Regions from separate parts of the Mus musculus genome. Here regions 2, 3, 4, 5, 6 and 7 are each linked to region 1. The links are chromatin contacts, called in public HiCAR-type and promoter capture Hi-C maps. All regions are on one chromosome and are shown on one strand. The core of a region is the stretch at or near the end of the contact, and the rest is flanking DNA. Distances in the headings are between cores, read along the strand shown.

Region 1 (2,700 bases), core at 12-2,511:
AAAAAAAATTACCTTTCCAATAAATTACATTTAAAAGTAGTTAGCTTGGGAGTGATAGAGTATACCTTTAATCCCAGCATTCGGGAGACAAAGGTAGGGGGATTTCTGAGTTCAAGACCAGCCGGTCTACGTAGTAAGTTCCAGGCTAGCCAGAATTACATTTAAGACTCTGTTAATAATAATAATTTTAAGAATTTACCTTAATGCTTTCTCAAAATAACATTCTTTGGTTAACCATTAAACAGGTACACAAATGCCTGCCACATGACACAGAAAAGCAACGTTCTGCGTGGCAGCTCATCCACACAGGTTATATTCCACTGAGCTCAGCTCACCTACTTGTTTTTTAGCCTGACTAGCCACATAACTTGCAAGTCCCCCAGCAAAACTAAGATGGAGAGCCTATACACACAGAGCAGGCACTGGGTCCTTCTGACAGTTTGTTGCAAATGCACAGGCTGCGTGATTATTAAACCAGACAATCTTACAGGTTATACATAGTATCCACAACCTAGCAGCCTAAATACTGGTTTTAAAAACTGCTTGTAATATTTAATTTTCTGAACAAAGTACACTTGCTGGTTAAATTGGATGAAGTTGAGAACTGCTGTAAATGATTAACCAGAAACCCTGACACAGTTCAACTTTTATTGAGGGAAGAGGGGAGAAAAAAATGGACATTGAAAAGAGTTAATGAATGTGTCCTCCTCCTAGAAGCTCCAAATCAAGCAGGTGCAGAGTAGATGTGGAATGAGGGTGGAAATGTGAAATTTCTGCTCAGGTTTCCAAACAACTGCAGAGTTCCACACAAGCCCTTTCCACAAGTTAACTGGGAGAGGCCAGCTGGTGTACTAGAGCCTCATTCTCTTGTTGCCTTCTGGGAGCATCTGAAGCAAGTTACAGAGGTCTAGAGGTCCAGTGTCATGACAGACACACTTTTGGCTCATCCTGACACACCGCGGAAACAGGAACCCGGCGAAAAGTCTCTTGGGAATGGCCTTGTAGGGGAGGGTCGGGGTCCGGGAACTCCTAGTCTCCCTTGGGGTGTATCCATAGGGCAGGTCTGCTAGGAGAGTGCGCGCCCTGGGGGCGGTGTCTCAGAATGGGAGCAGCTCAGGAGGGAGGGCTGGGGAGGAGAGGGGCAGAGAAAGGGAGGGACTTGAGGGCGGGGCCGTGAGAGGGGACCAGAGTAAGCGGCCAAAGGAGGGGACGGGCCCAAAGGGAGGAGCCTCTACGTGGGACCCGCCCCGGAGGCCGGGGCGGGACATATGGTGTGGGCGGAGCCAGAGGCAGTGCTCGGGGCGGAAGCCCCAACCTTCTTCCCTGGCGAGTTAGAAGCTGCCCCTCACCGAGGTAAGATGGAATGGGTCGTGAGTCCCAAGCATTCTCTACTACCTGGTTTTCGGGCGGCTGTGCGCGGACGCCTAGACCTGCGGTGGTGATAGCAGCGGGGAATGGTGACGATCTCTGCACCCTTCCCGCCGCGGTAAGGCAGGCCTCGTCCCGCAGGGCCTGCTAATCGCTTTAACTTCGGGGAGCTGGAAACAATGTGTGACCTGGGGCGCCAGGCTCGCTGGGATGCTCGGGTTGGTGGAGTGCCCGCCGGGACGGCATTTCGCCGAGCATTCCCGCGCGGAGCCCGGGGAACGCTTTCCCTCCGGGATCCCAGCCTGGGCTGCAGGCGACGCCACTAGGGCCCTGAGGTGTCTTGGGCAGCGCGCTCGAGGCCGTGCCCAGTGGTAAAAATTCAGGTGTAGGCGGCCGTCCATAGGTGATTTGTGGTTGAGTCGTCAGAAAGATGGCACTTATGTTATTTAAAATTAATAAAATTCACCATTTTTTATGTAGGCCATATTAGGCCTAATGGTCAGCAATCTATAGGCATTCTTTGAAAAGTTAAAGGAATGAAACCCCAGGCTTCTATAACAGTATTGTTTGTAGTGGGACATACTAGTAAGAAAGTAGACTAAGGTTTTAATTAGCTCTTAGCTATATATAATTGCTATGATGATACTGAGATTTTGTTTTATTTTGTTTTTGAGACATTGTAGTTCTGACTGTCCTGGAACTCACTTTGTATACCAGGCTGTTCTCGAACGCCTGGTTCTCCAGGGATTTAGGGCGCGTGCAACGAAACTTTTAAAGTTCAACTTTTGAGACATTTCAGATATAAGATAGGCTGTACAGGCAAGGATCTAAGTTTAATTTTAAATGTGTTGGGTTTTGCTATAGCGATGCGAAATAAATGCATAGCAGTTTGGCACTAATGCTTAAAATTTGAATATGAAAAGACAGATTTAGATTTTTCAGCCCAGAAGATGTGTTTGAAATTTAGGGACTATGAGTTAGGGGGAAAATATGTGACAAGAACTGGGAAAGGGGCGTGGGGTGGGGGAGTTGGGAACTAAGAATGAAATAGAGGGGGGGGGAGGCAGGACAGGCTTTGAGTAAAGAAATGGTGGTCAGGACTGTGAATTTATGCCTTCCCCAAAGCAGCAGAATATGCTTATTCATTGTGAAGCAGCAAAAGTGTGTTGCCATTGTCAAAGGTCTGTGACTAAGCCCTGACTAAGTCTGGAGGCAACTGTATCTTAACAAACAACATAGGTCCTGAGAAACTTAAGAAAGTTCATTCTTGGGTGAGCATACCAGAATCAGCTTATGCAACCTAGATGGTACTTTGGAGTGTGAACATGTACA
Region 2 (2,700 bases), core at 36-2,535, 1.4 Mb before region 1:
CTCTGAGGGATTTTCTTGATTGGATCATTTGAGATGGGAGGGTCACACTTTCTAGTGACAGCCCACATAAAAGGACATGGAACAGTAAGTTTTGGGGTTTGCCCACTTGCCCTCATTCATCCTGGCAAGTTGAAACATGTATCCTCATGGACTAAACAACTACCAGGTTCAGCCTTTCCTTTGAGAGACAGCCATTGCTGGACTAACCGTTAACAAATAAAACAAAACCTGGATGACAGTATGCGTGCTTACAGCATGGTTTATTAAATAGTAGACGCCTGCTGTTAAAATCTGAAGACCTACAGATGAGAAGAGAAAAATCTTTAAAAATATTTTTGCTTAACTGAAAATGTACTTGACCACCCTAGGGCTCTAAAAGAGATGTACCAGGTAATATTGTTTTCATGCCCACTGGATTAAAATTCCATCAGCAGTATAAATCAAGGAATAATTCTGACTTCTAAATCAAAATTTAAGAAACATTATGTAAGTCTATAGCTGCCATAGATATTGAACTCTTGAACACATCCACCTGAACCCAGACTGAAGTTGCTTTACCTCCTTTTAACTATGTGTGTGTATGTGTGCTCATCCACGTATGCATGTACGAAGGCCAGAGATGGACACTGGATCTCTTCCTCTGTCACCTCTACCTTATTCTTCTGAGACCTGTTCTCCCGCTGAGCCTGGAGCTGGCCATTTAGATTAGGCTGGCTGACTACCAAGACCCCAGGATTCATCTGTTTCTGTCTCTCAATTCTGGGGTTACACATAAGTGTTGCAGCTGTGTCAGGAGTTAGGTAGGCAGGTGTAAAGGAGACAACTGAATTCTCACATTTGTACAGCAAACAATTTACCCACTGAGCCATCGAGATGGTTTGTCTTTTAAGTACTAATCAAGTGCCAATTAAAATGGAATTTCTGATTGAATTTGTTCTTGTAACCATTTCATACACGTGGGTAGTGTACTCTGGCTATTTTCATCCTCCCCTTCTCATTTCCCTCCGACATCCAGTACACACTCCCTCCTGGCCAGTCCCCTTCTCACACTCAGGCCCTTCTGTTTTGTTTTGTAACCCAGCGTTTAACAAGGGATGCCAGTGCAACCTGAGTTTGCTACCATTCACTGGAGCACGGTGAACTCATCACGAGTACACAACTGAAGACAGTGTCGGCCCCTCCCCAAAAATCCATCAGTAGCTCATATTTCAGCAGGGAGGGGTAAGGCCAAATGGGCCTCTCACCGATCTATGACTGACTGTTGACAAGCCCAGGCCTGTGCAGGCACACTGATGGCAGCTGCTGCCACTGTGAGATCATGATTGCATTGGCTGTGTCATGCCCACAAGGTAGTCTTTCAGGATAAGATAGAATTTTGGTTTTTTGTTTTGTTTCTTTTAAAGAACAAAAACTATGTAGAGTTTGACTCAATAAATTACCTTGCATATATTTAATATGTGTTAACTTATTTATATTCACAATGATTCCAAGATCTGGAAATTACTGATAGCCCATTTTACGAATGAGAAAACCAAGGACTGGACATTTAAGGTCATTTGCTCAAGAGTGTGGCGTCACCACATGCTTTATTTCAGACTTGAAACAGCTCATTCTGACTAGAAATCTTAACCCATCCTCTCTCAATAAACACCATCCACTTTCAAATGCCAAAAAGGGTTCCCCCAAGTTACGACATTTCTCTTGTTTCAGAGAACAGACAACTGGGACCACAACAGCTGCTTTGCAAACAGGTTCATTCTGTCTTTGCATTTGCTTCTCTGAACACATTCCATCATTCTTAGGCCAACTCTCAACATTAAACACTCGCATATTGTAAAGAAAGGGTTTGTTGAATTACAGCAGGACAAAAGAATAGTCTTCCACACCCTTCAAAATGTATCAAGTCCTAAAAGTAACACAAAGTCCTCTATTGTCCTCTTCCCCCACACAACCAGGAATAATTCATATATTCTAATTCCTATCATGACCTCCACTAGGAAGTAATATTTTAAATTATGCAGTCCTACGGAAAGGTAGGAACAAAGCCAGGAAGAGAAGGGGGTAAGGCAAGAAAGCAGTCACATTTATTTGTATATATTTAATTCTACAGCCCAAAATGGTTTCTGCTACTAATCGAACCTTTATACACTGCTGATGGGAATGTGAACTGGCCGAGCCAGCCTTACCATATGATATACCCATTCCCAGATAGACACCCAAAGGACACAAAGTCAGTATACTACAGATACCCCTGCACATCCATGTTTACAGAAGCACTGGTCACAGTGGCTGTAATATGTTATCAGTCTATATGTCTGTCAACAGATAAATGGATAAAGAAATGGTATGCATACACAGCAGAGTTTTAGTTAACAAAATCATGTTGTTTGCTGGAAACTGAGTCATCAGATAAAGAAAATTAAGTCAGACTTAGAACTATAAATATCTTATATTTTCCCTCATTTGTGGATCCTAGATTTTACATACACACAGAAAGCTACTTGTTTATATATACTTAATGAGAGATCAGAAAGCTGACTAGGACAGTAAAAGAAACCAATGCAAGAGGGGAGCAGGCAGAGGGAGGAAGGGAGAATAGTGAGGGTTGAACAGTCTCAAAGAATATGACAGACTTGAGATACATTATTTTTATGAAACCCATTACCATATAATGAATATATAGCAATTATAAAACAAAGG
Region 3 (2,755 bases), core at 202-2,701, 1.3 Mb after region 1:
CCTACTTTGCCTCCAGAAACAGCACCAGAAACACCCAGAGGTGTGTTTCATTAATCGCCCGCCGATGAAACTGACAGGACTAACTCCTACCCACTTTAGTTTGTGTCTCTTTGACATACAGCCTTTTCTTTTTCTTTTTGGTTTTTCGAGACAGGGTTTCTCTGTATAGCTCTGGCTGTCCTGGAACTCACTCACCTGCCTCTCCCTCCCGAGTGCTGGAATTAAAGGCGTGTGCCTTTTCAATTTCTTATATTCATCACATATTGGAAAAGTAATATGTGCCAAACACTAATCAAAGTGCAAAGAAAGTGACTTGGGGGTAGGGGCATCAACAATAGATACAGACAGGTACAAAGGAGCACTAGAAACTGTTCAGGGGTTTGAAGAACTTAACATAGTCTGCTGTGCTGGCAAACGACGAGAGCTGTTTCAGAGAAAAGGACAGGAAGAAACACTTTGTCTTGATGAGAACTCAGCCATGGACTTAAAACACTCATTACAAAGATAAACCATTTAAAAAACAAGTTTGGGAAACTTTCATGATCCCATTTAAATATGGTTTTTCAGAATGAGATTCCCCACAGAGCCTCCCACCCCATATAAAAAAAAGTGACCCGAATAGATGGCGACCACTGGGGCAAACGAGGTCTGCCGCATGACCACTTAAAACATTTACTGCTGGTTGGTTTCATGAATCCTAAACTCGCTCTTTAAAAACACGAAGTCAACAACTTCTCTTTGAATTCAGAACTTCTAGGTCTTTCGAAGGCTCCAATTGAATTACCAACCCAGGCAACACTAGCCGTGTAAAGCGACAGGAGTCTACATGGCGAGTTCCAGGCTAGCCAAGTCTACACAGAGAGATTGTTTCAAAACAACAGAGTACACAGGGACCAGCTCCACTTTGTGGTCCAGAAAACTGTACGGAATATCTATTCAAGTAATTTATACACGTTCATAACTAAAGTTAACCTTACCAAAAAGAAAACCGCAAGGACTTTTCCGACCTGGGGTAAATGTACTGCCCACTCGGGGACCACCGGGTCAGGACTCCAGGAAGGCCAGGTCTTGGCGGTAAAGAGAGTTAGTTCCATGGTGGGCGGATGAAATTGAGAGACGGCCTGAAAGACGCCCTGTGTCCCCTAAAGTAACTTCTCCAACCTGCAAACGGACGCAACAGCGACCCGCTTCTCAGAACAGCGGTGGCCCGAGCAAGACGGACCCAGAACTTTCGGAAGCGCCCCGCGGGGCTCGCGTCTCACTCACCTTGACCAGCCACACGCCGGTGTTCTGTTTGGCGCCCGTCAGATCGAGTTCCCCGCGCTCCGCCATGAGCTTGTCGCGTGAGGAGGCGTGCAGTGCGCGCACAAGCAGTGGTCCCGGCGCTGAAAGGCAGAGAGCGACAGTCCAGAGCCGGCCAAGGGAGTAAGTAGACCGCGAAAAGCCGGCGTCGCACACAGCCCGGGAACCAGGAACTTAGATGAGAAGAACACGCCGCCGAATGAAGAACTGCGCCTGCGCACGACTACGTCAGGACAGCGCGCCGAGAGGGACAAACTTCCTGCTCCGGCAATTTCCTAGATGGGCGTGACTCCCGGCAACGTGCAATCTTGGGATTCGAGTGCTGGGAAAGGAAGAGCCTAATCCTGAACCGTGCGTTTACAGCAAAGGTGACAAAGTGGAAAGATTAAGGTTTAGACAGACAAAAGCTGTGTGTATTTATACCCAACCCTAGATAAAGAAGCTAGGCATTTTAAGGACAGACTTGGGGGTAAAAAAAGTCACTTTCTTGGCCCAATTAACATTGGCACAAGTGGGCACTAGAGTACAAGTGAGTATGCTGGACACATGCCTTTTCGAGGCATAAAAATCAATTCACACCGTGCAAGCAGCATACACTCTTTCAGACGCCGAAACCTGAATGCCATCTAATTGAGTTGGTAAGACCCACCATGTAAGAAACAGATCTGATTATCCAACTGCCCTGCTTAAACAGTTTCCGGTTGCAGGATATTGGATCACATTATGAGCCCTGAGATTGTGAACTGGAAGAATCTGTTAATAACTGTGGCTCAGCCTTTGATCCTAGAACTTTCTGTTTACTGTAAACAAGTATAGGTAGCCTGGCTCACCCCTACCTAGCGCGCACATTAATCCAAGAGCTAAATAAAGTCAACCCTAGATCAGGCGGCAGAGCAAGTAGCCAGCTGACAAGAGAGTGAACATGAGCAAGAGAAAGGAGAGAGTTTGAGGTGAAGGGTATTTAAGAGTGCATGAAGGAGAAGGGGCTTTTCCTTCTGAGAAGTCGGTGGAGTGGGAAGGTCAGCTGAGTACTTTTTCTGCCTCTCAGAGTTAGCAGGCTTTCACCGCAGCTTCTAGCTCCTGAGTCTTCATTTGGTAATTTCCTCCCCCACTTGCCTTTGGAATGAAATTCTACCCTGTGCTTCAACTGAGTCCTTTGGGTTTGATCCTTCCTATACTCTCTGTTCCACACAGGATTCCACACCAAGCCCATCCACCTGCTTGAAGACTCCAGGACCTTCCTCTTACCATTTCAGAGCCTCTTTCAAACCAATTCCTGTGCCTTAGATGCCCTGCTTTCCCTGATCTTTACACTGGCCCTGTCCTTTGGCAAACTTCTACTTATAAACACAGACAAGTGGAAATGAAATAAAGACCACACAGAAAAGAGAGTCCCCCTAGATAAAGTTCTGTTTCCCCATATGATAGTGTGTGATGCTTAACGCTGTACCAT
Region 4 (2,700 bases), core at 117-2,616, 1.6 Mb before region 1:
CAAAATACTTTTTGTGTGTATAATTGCGTCACCTAAAGCAACTGCTTCAATTTCAGGTCTCTTGGTCCATCGTCATCATATGCCATCCAGGGTACCATGGGGATGCAGCAACTGTATCCCTGTACTTCTTAGATATACTCTTGTTTGTTCGTTTTGTTTGTTTCTTCGTTTTGGATTTTTGAGACAGGGTTTCTCTGTGTAGCCCTGGCTGTCCTGGAGCTCACTTTGTAGACCAGGCTGGCCTCGAACTCAGAAATCCACCTGCCTCTGCCTCCCGAGTGCTGAGATTAAAGGCGTGCGTGTGCCACCACCCCGGGCTTAGATATACTCTTAAGAGGTTTATTATTGAGTGAATATAGCCACTTACTTTGAACAAAAGGACTGTTGAATTCTCTATCACTTTAAATGGCTAACCAAAACATGCCTACTTCTTTGACTTACTTATAAGACTAACTTTCTTACATTGTAACATATTTATACCACTGAAACAATCCCTGCATTGATCATGGTATTTGTTGTTGGATCCTATTTGATGACATTTTATTTAGGATTAAAACAATATGTCATCTTTGTCAGGTTTTATCAACATGCTTTGTGAGATATTAAACAGTAAAATGCTCTATTTTAAAGGCAAAGATTTTGGGCCCATAAATTATTACGTGACACACCAACCTCACACTTTTTTCTGGCCTTCCACATCTAGTCCTAACTTCATTTTCTTTTCTCTTTAAGCCCAGCCCATTGTTATAATAAGTTCACAGACTGTTGTTTAGCCTAAGCTGAACTTTCAGCCTCAGGAACCGTGAACTTGCTCAAGACAAAGAGGGGATCAAGCCCGCCTCTTCCAAAAAGCCCTTTGTGGATCCTGTGACCCAGCTTGCAGTTACACTGCTAAGGCCTTCATTATCTGACCCACTTTTTAAAGTCATTTGGAAAGAAACCACATGGTCAAGAGGTAAAAGAAGCCCTGTGGAATGAAGAGATGGATTTGAGTCATCTCTAATCATATGGCCCAAGGCAAATTACCCAAATCTCCATTGTCTTCCCCTAAACTGATGTGTGTGTATATATATATATATATAAACACATACATATATATGTGTATATATTTATTATATATAGCACAATGTTTTAATGTATGTATATAATGTGAGGGCAAAGATCAAGCAAGAGGAGGAGGGATGGAGGCTACGATGTTTGAGGCTAACTTGGGCTAATACAGAGCCCCTGTTTCAAAGCCATAACATTATCTCTTCTCTTAGGACTTTCTAGTGCACACTGCTCATAACTGTAGCCACTATGTAGCATAGCAGCCTTCTTTCTGAGCTTGCTCCTCCTAACTGAAATTTGATCACTAGCCCCACAGGCTCCCTTCTCCCTAGTCCCAGTAACCACCTCTCTACTTTCTGTTGGTGCGACTTGACTTTTTCAGTGCTCCTTAATGAGATCCGTAAGTATTTGTGCTGTATGTCTACTTTGCTTAACATCCTCCAGGTTCATTCCAGATCGTCCCAGGTGACAGGATTTCCTTCATTTTAAAGTCGGACAGCTCTCTGGGCCCTCAAACAAGAGACAATGAGGTGGGCCTCCTGGATGGAGTTGCTAAGACTGGACTAGCGCGCACAGAATGCAATTAGCCTCTTATTTCGCAGCAAGCAGGAAAACCAGCGCCTTTGAATGTAAGACCTAAAACCAGAGAGACACAGCTTCCCCGAAATCGGGGCACTAAGCTAGAAAGCGGGGTCCAGCACAGGGTCCCCAGAGAGGCCAGGGTCGCCGATCCCGGCCGAGGAGGGAGGCGGGGCGCAGCGCGCAGCCCCCTCCCTTCTCTTTGTCCCCTTCCCCTTCCCTCGCTCCCTTGAACTCTCTCCTCCTCCTCTGGTTTCTCTTCTCGCTCCCGCGGCCCCCTCCTCCCCGCACGGCTGAACTCGAGCTCAGCCCGCCAGGCCGGGCCGCTTCAGGGGGAGGCGCCAAGTGTCTGCTGTTCTTGGCCCCGGGCGAGCAGTCCCCGCTGCCGGGGAGCGGAAAGGACGCGCGGCGCGGAGGTAAGCCTGCGTGTGGGCGGCAGGCGCGGGTGGGCGGGCGAGTCCCGGGGGCGAAGGCCAGGCGGAGGCCTCACCCTGCGCCCGGCCCGGTGCGCAGCCGCTGCGGGGGCAGGGCGCAGCGCCAACCCACCCGGGCCGGGGCCCGGCGCGCACGCGCGAGCCCGTGGACCAGGTCGCTGGGGTAGCTCTGGGTTCACGTCCCTTCCCGGGCCCTGGGACCGCGTAGCGGTGCGCATGCGCGCAGGCCCAGCCCGGGGTCCGTTTTGTGCGTCGCCCCGAGGCCACGGCTGTGGGGTTCCCGCTTCCAGTTGGGGGAACCCCTGCCCCTGGTGTCTCCAACCCTCCCGTGCACGCGGCGCGAGCTAGCGGTGACGTTTCCAGGACTTTCCGCTCTTTCCCGCCCGCAGCCGCCTCGCCGACCCCATGGCGGCACACGCTTTAGGCCTTTGGTCCCCGAAGTGGAGGGATGGCTGGGAAGGCCTGGCTGTCCTAAGGGTTTTCAGTCCTTTGGGCGTTGCTGAGGCCGGAAGTGGAGGAGTTTAGAGGTGAAAAACTTTTCCCGATGCCCCTTCTTGGCGGCGATGGAACTTCCGCCTGAGTTGAAGCTAGGCTTCCAGCCGCCTTTTTGCCTTTCTTTACAAGGTAAAGATTTAAC
Region 5 (2,700 bases), core at 159-2,658, 1.4 Mb after region 1:
GATTAGGGAGAACATGGAACAATCAGAACTCCTATACTCACTGAGGGCTTTGGTAAACTGGTAGGATTCTGAAACTGAGGGTGTATAACAGAGGAGATAGATAGACGGACAGACAGATAGATACACATGCACACACATACACAGTGCATAGTGGCACTCTTTGTAAGAGTTAAAAACAAAAACAAAACCAGAATCTACCCAAATGTCTGTTACCTGTACAATAGGTAAAGAAATTGCAGGGGATTTACCAAATTGAATTCACTCATACTTCTTCAACCTAACTGGGTAGAAATTTCCTTCCTAAAACAAAGAATAAAGGGAATTTTTAAAAATAACGGCACTAGAAATAAGATCTGGAAGGAAGAATCTGCCGGAGACATAGTCTCTGGGTAGCCAGAAAAACAAAGTCAGATCAACATTCTGTCAGTTTTGTTCTTTCCCAAGTAGAGTCAGCGCCGGCCTTCAAACTGGAACAAACACTAAAGCCGGAAAAGCATGAAAGAGTGTGCGAGGTATTGATGTGGCATAGATGCATGTTAAGGTTGCAAGACACAGTGAATTGGTGGAGACTGAGATATCCACAAATTAGTTGAACAGAATGTGTTAAATATTAGCGTAACTGGGGAGAGGAAAACCCGGAGGAAGACGTGACAATGCTCGGGAAGGTGACGCTTAAACTGGTATATGAAGGACGTTTTGTCAGGCATTTAAGTACAACCATAGCACCCCCAAAAGTCTATCGTCAAAGCATAAACTCGAACTGTGTGGGCACTGGGCTGCTGTGTAAGATGGAATGATAGAATGAGGTCGGGAAGTCAGGCCGGGGAGGAGAGAGGCACAGGATCTTTGGCAAGAGTCTTGTAAATCTGAAGATATAGAGATACTAGGTTCTAACTTGGGCTTCATCACGGACTAGCTGCGTGTCTTAGGCACCGATTCATCAGCCGCTGTCATCATTTGTAACACATGCACCATCCATCATCTTTTCTTATACAGTTGATGGAAGGGTTAAACAGACGACCGGACGAAGATTGATCAGTTAGCACAGTCCTATTCGTAATAATAGCAAATTGGGACTGTATAGTCATTTTAACGATGATCGGGTCCCAAACACTCAGGCGTTGCCCAGCTTTTCCCCCAGGGCGGACCGCGCCCACTCCACGGTGGTCGCCAGTCCTTCCCGGGAGTGCAGACGCCCGCTGCTGCTTACCCGGGCTCGGGTCCCGTTCCTCGTCCTCAACTGTCGCGTGCTCCTTGAAGCCTGGCGGCAGTGCCGGCCCGATCAGGTCCCTAGCCATTCGCTGCGACGCACAGTCGCTCAAAGCCCAAGCCAACCTGCACACGCAGTTTAGCTAAACCCAGGCTGGACGGTGTAGACCAGGATTTGCTGCAAGGCCCGAAGGTTTTTCCGGCTTTGTCTGATGACGTAAGCCCGCGATGGGCTCATTGGCCAGATTACTGTAACGGAAGTGACGCTTAATGATAGTTCCACAGTTGCACTTTGGGCTCGCTGCTTGCTAGGTGGCATGGCTGAACCGGCACCCGCCGTGTGGCCTTCGGCCCCGGATCTGACTCCCGCGCCCGGGACTCCGAGCGAAGCTGCGCCGCCGCGGGACAACTGGGTGTACTGGGCCATGCTGCCGCCGCCACCACCTCCTCTGTCGTCCCCAGTGGCGGGCTCGGAGCAGAGCCGGAAGGGACAGCCTCACGTGCTGCCCCAGCCTCCCTCCGGAGCGCTTCCACCGTTCGATGCTCAGATTCTTCCCGCGGCGCAGCCTCCTTTCGATGCCCAGGCTCCGCCCGATGCTCAATCTCAGTTCAGCGGCCAGCAGGCCTGGAATTTGCAAGCCTCCACGCCTTGGTACTGGGGATTGTCTCCTAATGGTTTTTCCACGTACCACACGTCTTACCAATCTCCGGGTAAGCTGCAGTTCCTAGTGGCCCTACTTTACTTTCTCTTTCTTTCCTCTCCCAGCTTTCTCTTTTTATCTCTCAGCTTTGCGCTGTAGTTTTGGAGGCTGGTAATGAGTATTCAAAATGTGTCTCACTAGGTTTCCTGCCACCTGCTCATCCAAAATTTTATTAATTTAACCCAACTATAAAACTGGGGACTACTTGCATAGCAGTAAACAAAACATACAAAAATCCATACCTTTTGAGAGCTTCCTATCCCCTCAGTGTAGGAAGACGCGATACAGGAGATAAAACTAGGTATTAGGAAGTAATGATTGTATGTATGCATTAGAAAAGGATTGATTGGGGGGGAGGTGGAGAAATGGGTTGGCGATGAGACTCTATTGCTCTTGCAGAGGACCAAAGCTCGGTTCTCAACATCCACACTGGGCTCTCAACTGCCTGTAACTCCAGCCTCAGAGGAGCCGATAGCTTTCTTCTGGCCTCCAAGAGTACCTGCACTCCATGCTACCTACACAGTTTTTGTTTTTAATCTAAGAAAAAAATGATCAATAAACAATTGTACCTTTGCAATCTTAAATGAAACCCTCTTTTCTTTTTTAGTTACACATTCTTATTTTCCACGATCACATGATGCAAAATTCAATTTGCCTCAAAACAGAAAACAGAAAACGAAGGTAATTCCAAGATGATAAATGTGGCCTTTTGAACTTGAATGTTACTGCTCTATATATTAAGTTGTAACTGTCAGTGTTTCACATCTGTGGTGGACATGGAGAGCTTTAC
Region 6 (2,785 bases), core at 185-2,684, 1.3 Mb before region 1:
AGAACCCTTAATCCTTTTAGGGAATCAGCTCTCTCATCTCAGGGGAAGACAGTCATTTAAAAAAATCAACATGATGTTTGCTTTTAGCTGGAACGTTTCCAGAAAACATGTCCAAACAGCCCAGACTGCTATTATATATCCAAAAATTTTATAGGGTATTAGTGGCCTGTTTCTTTACAGTAATTTTCATTAGATCATTAAAAAACAAACAAACAAAAACAAAAACTCTCCTTACTACTTGTACCATGGACACAAACGACTGATTTTAAGTCAAAACTAAAATTACCCAAGTGACAATAGGTATTAAAAAGTGTTAGTGAAAAACGAAGCAGCACCCGCTGTTAGTATTCATAGGTATCAAATGTCAGAAGCCCTAAAAAGGCAAAAAGAAAACTTAGGCAAAAATTATATTTATATTTAAAAGAATATTACTGTACATCACTTTTAAAAATTGAATCCAGTGACAGCATCACTCAGTGCTAACCGGGGATGTGGTAACACAAAGGTTACCTATTTTGTAGGGATGGGAGCAAATTCCTATGTTTTGGTTCCAGTTTCACTTATTCAGAAGTACCCACAAAGAGGCTGATAAAAGTCAACTGTTGGGTTACATGGGAACAGCCACAATAGCAATTACTTTCACCTGGAATATTTGTTACAATAATAAAATCACCAGCCAGAAACTACTCCCAGTATACTGTTGTCTTCTCTCTCCAGACCCCAAGGTGTTCACCTGCCAACACCGAAGGCCATTTGTAGGCAAGGGAGTTTGTAAAAGAAAAGGGCTTTTAAAAAATGAAGATGCTTACAGTTGCTGGACTTAGTCCAAGTGCTGTTCAGCCTAGAAACGAAAGTAGGAAACAACAGAGGTTTAGGCTTGTTATGATGTCAGCCATTTTAGGCACAGTATTTATACTGGAAAAAAAGTGCCAAACTCGGTGGTGGCGGTGCCTGTCGCTGCAGGTTCCCGGGCTACCAAGCCAAGTGCAAAGCCGCGGGACCTCGTACACCTGTGCAACTGTCCCCTCGGGGGTCGCCAGGGCCAGGACCCCGCCCCGCTCGCTGCACACACACACACCACGGTACCCGGGAGCGGAGGACCGTCCGGGAAACCGTCCCCGCCGCCGGGACCCCGCCCGCGACCCCAGCCAGGACCTTGCAATCCACCGCCACGGCATCCGGAGGGACGATGAGCGCCTCCTCGCTGCTCTTGGGCTCGTCCTTCTTGGCCTCCTTCTGGGCCAGCGCCGAGTTGAACGTCACCTTCACCATGGTGCGGCCTGGGGCGCCCTAGGCGGCGACGGCGAAGGCTGGGGTCGCGGCTGGCAGGATCCCGGCTGCGAAGGCAGCCTTGTCGGCCGAGCTCAGGGCACGACTCTGCAGCGGAGGAGCGGACTGCGCGACAGCAGCAGCGGCTCAGTGCAGCGCGGTTTCCGGCCTCGCAGCTGGGGCGCGGGCGCAGGGCGGGGGCCCGGAGGGGCGGGGCCTTGAGCGGGGCGGGGCCTGGCTTCACGCCAGACCCTCCCTGGTTCCCCCCACCCCCACCCAGGACTCAGCGGGAATCTGGCCAGGCTTTGTGGAGGGCGCGCCTGGTTGAGCTAGGACTTGTTGCCCCTCTGGGCTGCCTGGATTTTCCGGTTCTGAATTTGCTTCCAACTAGTTCTCCTCAGGGGCCCAGTGTTGCAAGTTGATAAGAAAATGGGGTGAACTCTGTCGGTTGGCTACGTAGGATAAGTTAACTTCTGGTAGCACCAAATTCTCTTTGATTGTGAGCCCAAAGGCCATGGAATTTTTGTGTGAGAAAAACAAACAAACAAACCCAAAAGCTCCGTTTAATCATTTATTAGTAAGCGACTTAGTAGAGCATAGGAATATTTGAAGCACTGTGTCCTAGTGTCCTGGTGATCTGACTTATCTCCCACAGACCTCACCCTAAGGTGTTGCCTGGTTGACTAAGCTGGTCTTTTCTTCCTCCCTCAGAGGTCAGTTCCTGCCCAGCCTAATCTCAAGCCAATGACCAGGAACCCTCTTCATCCATTTGTATTCCTAAAATTCTAAACTGGTAAAACAAAATGTACCAACCGAGCTCATTTGTATAAGCAAGCCAAAACAAAACAAAACAAAAAACCATATTTGCCTTAGGCCAATCTGTGATTTGTGACAACGTACTTAGGACAAGTTCTTATTTTTCTTCAAAATAAAAAATTCTCCTTTTTTGAAGAGGTTTTTGCTTCTGGTTGACAGAAGACATTGGCCCACACACTGGGTTTACAGCCATGTCTCCAGATGGTCCTTTGGTCAAATGACTGATCCTGTAGCCTTCTCCATATCCTCTCCTTGTCCACCTACAGGAGTGTCTGTTGGCCAGAAGGATTCTGCTGTGTGAGCTCTGGCCTAGGCCAACCTTGAAGACAGCAGTTGAGACCAGAGTTCTTGAGCCCCTGGCTCTATTCAAGGAGGGAATTATCTTTATTTCTTTTTATTTTTAAATATTTAATTTTTATGCCTATGATTTTTTTTTTTTTTTTTTTTTTTTTTTTTTGCCTACATGTACCTGTGCCTAAGGAAGTCAGAAAAATGAGTCAAGTCCCGTGGAACTGGGGTTACAAATGGTTGAGAACCGCCATGCGGTTGCTGGGAACCAAGCCTTGGGTCTTCTGGAAGAGCAACAAATGCTTTTAACTGCCGAGCCGTCTCTCCATTCCCATATTTCTATTTTTGCCTCTGGGACTGAGTAGGACTCCGTTTCATGAAAGAGAAGGTGAGGGGGTGGATGGTTTTATAA
Region 7 (2,768 bases), core at 14-2,513, 1.2 Mb before region 1:
CTTCTTTGATGGCTGAACACGTTTCATTTGGCTTGCTTACAGGAACACAGGCTACGCCACTGAATGAATGCACTCCAATGCCAACCATTAACTTTCAACCAATCCTCAAGGAGGGGGGAGGCCTCATGAGACCATTACCCCCTCCATGAAAGGATGCTGCTGATGGGTTTCACGGCTAGTGGGGTATCTCCCCCCCCCCTGTGAGTTGTAGAGTAGTCTGGAGTTCTTTAACTTCTCATTGTAGCTTCCATTGGGATGGGATTGCAGGCATAAACTATCAGGCATGCCTTGGGGTGGGTATATTTTAAAGTTAGCATACAACTCATAGGCTTTCTTACAACTCATAGGCTTTCTTACACCATTTTTATAGTAGTTTTGGTTGATCCCTTCCTTCTTTCCCTCACCGCCCTGTTCCTTCTTACATGAGTCTTATTAGTTACTGTGCCTTCACACAAACATATTATTGTGTCTTCTCATGGGGCCCTCTATAGTTTCTGGCCTCTAATCCTTGCTCACACATAAATACATACATATAAAAATTTAAAGATAGCATATTTAAATTTGAGAGAACATGTAATAGGTCTTTCTGGGTCCTGGGTTACCCCATCTTTTTCAGTTCAAATGTGATAGTATTTTCTTTTCTTTTCTTTTAATATGTATGCATTGTTGGATATATGTATGTGCACGTGTGTGCTGGTGCCCAGGGAGGCCAGAAGAGAGTTTCAGAGCCCATACGCAGTGGTGAGCTGTCTGACATGAGGCTGGGAATTCAGCTGAGTGCCACAGCCGTACCAGCTCCAAACTACTAAGCCATCTCTCTAGCTCTCTCAAACACTTTGTTAGGAGTGTTTTCAGTATGGGCGGCTTCAGTAACTAGTGAGTAACAGTCTTTTGAGTATCAGTGGCACTGTCTTTATTATTTTGTGTTATGTTTTATTTTAGTATCTATTGTATCCTAAAGGCTCAACGCATACATTCGCTTTCCCTAAGTAACCCCATTTCACTTGTGAGGCCACTAGGGCTCAGAGAAGGTAAGAAGACTGAAGTAGCAGCGTCACAGTTCTCTAGGAAGCGTTCTGATGGCCCCTTGTCCACATGTCACTGAGGTCAAAGTTCTGAAGGCCAAAGTTTGCTTTGTGCCTGCCAAACCCGGCTCCTCCGGCAGCGACGGGGTTAACGCGAGGCCCCGCCCCCGAGGATTGTCCTTGTCTCGGGCCGGGAGCGCCCCGAGAGCAACTGCGTCTCTGCGCCTGCGCGGTGCCCAGGGGACGGGTCGGACTCAGAAATGGCGGCGTCCATGTTCTACGGCCGGCAGTTGGCCGCGGCCGCCCTGAGGAGCCACCGGCCGCAGACTACGCTGCGAGCCGCCGCCCAGGTAAGCTCGCCCTGTTCGCTTTGGCCGCGGGGGTCGGCGGGCAAGGCTCAGGGGCGCGGCCCAGCTCCGGGGCTCTCAGCGGCGCTGGCACGGCCGGGATGCCCTGCTCTGCACAGAGGCTGCGGGCCAGGGCTGCGAGCTGGCGCTCGGGGCAGCTGGGCTCGGCTCCGTCCCCCGGCCGCTGGAGGCCCGGCAGGGCGGCCTGGCAGTCGGCCTCACCTGCGGGAGCCTGCCGGAGCGATCCCAGAGGGGACGGGGGCTGTCCTTGCCCGGGGCCAACGCTTCCGGACCCCCTTTGGGTAAGGGGATGCCCTTCAAGTGTACTTTGAGGTCCAGCAAACTGTCGTAGGTGGGAAGGACTTAGGAACACCAGCAGAGCTGATCTATCAGTCAGTCCTGGTAGTGAGTACTGATAACGAGTTCTTCAGTTTCCCAGCTGATTAGATGGGAGAGTAAGGATTAGATGGGAGAGTAAATCTTTTAGAGGATTTCACTTCTGGACAGACTCTAGTACCTATTTTGCTGCTTTGTTTCTCGACATTTAGGGAGTGTCAGATGTTGTCCTAAGGTCATTAGGCTTGTCAACAGCACAGGGGTTGTCATTAAGGCCAGTAACCATTGATGACGATCTGATGATGGCTCAGAGAAGTACTTTGGCCTAGGAGACATAGCAGTCTGAGACAGAACTGAGGTTTAGTTCCACAAGGGTCCATTTCTGAAGCTGTGTGCTTGTTGTGTCTGTTCTACAGCATTCAAACACAAAAAGTGGGTACTGGGAATGCAGTTTATTTGGTAGAGGGCCTGCCTGGCATGTAGGAAGTCCTGGGTTCTATCCCCAGCATCCTTGTAACCTTAGCACTTAAGGTGGAGGCAAGAGAATGAGATATTCAAGGTCATCTTTTACATACATAGTTCAAGGCCAGCCAAGGCTTGTCACTAAATAACAAAGACAAACCAATTAAACAACAACAAGCCCCAAACAAATTGGCCCTCAGTGTTAGTACCTTAAAACTTCAAGAGCGGGATTAGCTTTCTAAGATAGAGTTTTGGTTATGTTTTGAAGTAACTAGACACATCATAGGTGGATAGATTTAGCCCCCTCCCTTCCTTAAATAATGCTGCCAAGTTTTAAGAGGATAAGGATTTAGTGAACAAATAGGATTTTATTCTAATAGTTTTTAATCTATTTGAAAATTCCTTTAAGAGAGATGCCTTTGCATCTATGGGATGCTTGATAAATTGTCTTTATTTCAGCTCTTTCTCTTTTACCATAGCATTAAGAATGTATCTTGGGGGGCGGGGGCTGGAGAGATGGCTCAACAGTTAAGAGCACTGAGTACTCTTCCAGAGGTCCTGTGTTCAATTCCCAGCAACCACATGGTTGCTCACAACC

Evidence for each region. Promoter capture Hi-C pulls out the DNA fragments that hold promoters and counts their contacts. HiCAR-type assays count read pairs that join an accessible place to other places. Capture Hi-C pulls out chosen DNA fragments and counts their contacts.
Region 2: a promoter capture Hi-C map of embryonic stem cells shows a contact between it and region 1, with 6 times the contacts expected there. The contact joins the enhancer-like site here to the promoter of Esd in region 1. A contact is called at or near these places in 7 of 39 promoter capture datasets (3T3-L1-derived adipocytes, HPC-7-derived erythroid cells, cranial neural crest and 4 more), 2 of 115 datasets of contacts at active chromatin or transcription factors (large pre-B cells and stem cell-derived neural progenitor cells) and 1 of 9 other capture datasets (liver).
Region 3: a promoter capture Hi-C map of liver shows a contact between it and region 1, with 2.8 times the contacts expected there. The contact joins the promoter of Gtf2f2 here to the promoter of Esd in region 1. A contact is called at or near these places in 1 of 39 promoter capture datasets (neutrophils) and 1 of 9 other capture datasets (liver).
Region 4: a contact with region 1 is called in a HiCAR-type map of astrocytes, with 4 times the contacts expected there. The contact joins the promoter of Rcbtb2 here to the promoter of Esd in region 1. A contact is called at or near these places in 1 of 39 promoter capture datasets (liver) and 2 of 115 datasets of contacts at active chromatin or transcription factors (astrocytes and stem cell-derived neural progenitor cells).
Region 5: a contact with region 1 is called in a promoter capture Hi-C map of pre-B cells, with 6 times the contacts expected there. The contact joins the promoter of Gpalpp1 here to the promoter of Esd in region 1. A contact is called at or near these places in 3 of 39 promoter capture datasets (liver and pre-B cells).
Region 6: a contact with region 1 is called in a promoter capture Hi-C map of hippocampal neurons, with 4 times the contacts expected there. The contact joins the promoter of Itm2b here to the promoter of Esd in region 1. A contact is called at or near these places in 5 of 39 promoter capture datasets (cranial neural crest, embryonic stem cells, hippocampal neurons and 2 more), 1 of 484 Hi-C or Micro-C datasets (liver), 7 of 115 datasets of contacts at active chromatin or transcription factors (the NIH/3T3 cell line, astrocytes, bone marrow-derived macrophages and 4 more) and 2 of 9 other capture datasets (embryonic stem cells and liver).
Region 7: a HiCAR-type map of astrocytes shows a contact between it and region 1, with 8 times the contacts expected there. The contact joins the promoter of Sucla2 here to the promoter of Esd in region 1. A contact is called at or near these places in 16 of 39 promoter capture datasets (the 3T3-L1 cell line, 3T3-L1-derived adipocytes, the C10 cell line and 9 more), 17 of 115 datasets of contacts at active chromatin or transcription factors (the 230-238 cell line, the NIH/3T3 cell line, astrocytes and 11 more) and 2 of 9 other capture datasets (liver and macrophages).

What each region holds. Positions count from the first base shown.
Region 1 is chr14:74,731,036-74,733,735 of GRCm38.p6, forward strand. Esd (esterase D/formylglutathione hydrolase) reads left to right here and starts at 1,262. Exons shown (of 9, transcript NM_016903.5): 1 at 1,262-1,353.
Region 2 is chr14:73,312,351-73,315,050 of GRCm38.p6, forward strand. The region is part of intron 2 of Rb1 (RB transcriptional corepressor 1); the gene reads right to left. Among named protein-coding and RNA genes, the nearest start is that of Rb1, 12 kb to the right of the region's middle. Within about 2 kb of position 1,286, at least 44 of the 459 cell types and tissues checked have an H3K27ac peak or open chromatin away from gene starts, as enhancers often do. A contact at or near this core is called in embryonic stem cells, where this site is marked.
Region 3 is chr14:76,009,414-76,012,168 of GRCm38.p6, forward strand. It overlaps Gtf2f2 (general transcription factor IIF, polypeptide 2), which reads right to left and starts at 1,452. Exons shown (of 8, transcript NM_026816.3): 1 at 1,267-1,452. The coding sequence starts at 1,332. Gm36429 (a long non-coding RNA gene) reads left to right here and starts at 1,333. Exons shown (of 2, transcript XR_383601.2): 1 at 1,333-1,670; 2 at 2,497-2,699.
Region 4 is chr14:73,141,144-73,143,843 of GRCm38.p6, forward strand. It overlaps Rcbtb2 (regulator of chromosome condensation (RCC1) and BTB (POZ) domain containing protein 2), which reads left to right and starts at 1,367. Exons shown (of 15, transcript NM_001170694.1): 1 at 1,367-1,450.
Region 5 is chr14:76,109,407-76,112,106 of GRCm38.p6, forward strand. It overlaps Gpalpp1 (GPALPP motifs containing 1), which reads right to left and starts at 1,409. Exons shown (of 8, transcript NM_026177.3): 1 at 1,211-1,409. The coding sequence starts at 1,298. It overlaps Nufip1 (nuclear fragile X mental retardation protein interacting protein 1), which reads left to right and starts at 1,485. Exons shown (of 10, transcript NM_013745.5): 1 at 1,485-1,920; 2 at 2,518-2,591. The coding sequence starts at 1,527.
Region 6 is chr14:73,383,855-73,386,639 of GRCm38.p6, forward strand. It overlaps Itm2b (integral membrane protein 2B), which reads right to left and starts at 1,435. Exons shown (of 6, transcript NM_008410.3): 1 at 1,156-1,435. The coding sequence starts at 1,272.
Region 7 is chr14:73,551,523-73,554,290 of GRCm38.p6, forward strand. It overlaps Sucla2 (succinate-Coenzyme A ligase, ADP-forming, beta subunit), which reads left to right and starts at 1,264. Exons shown (of 11, transcript NM_011506.4): 1 at 1,264-1,375. The coding sequence starts at 1,286.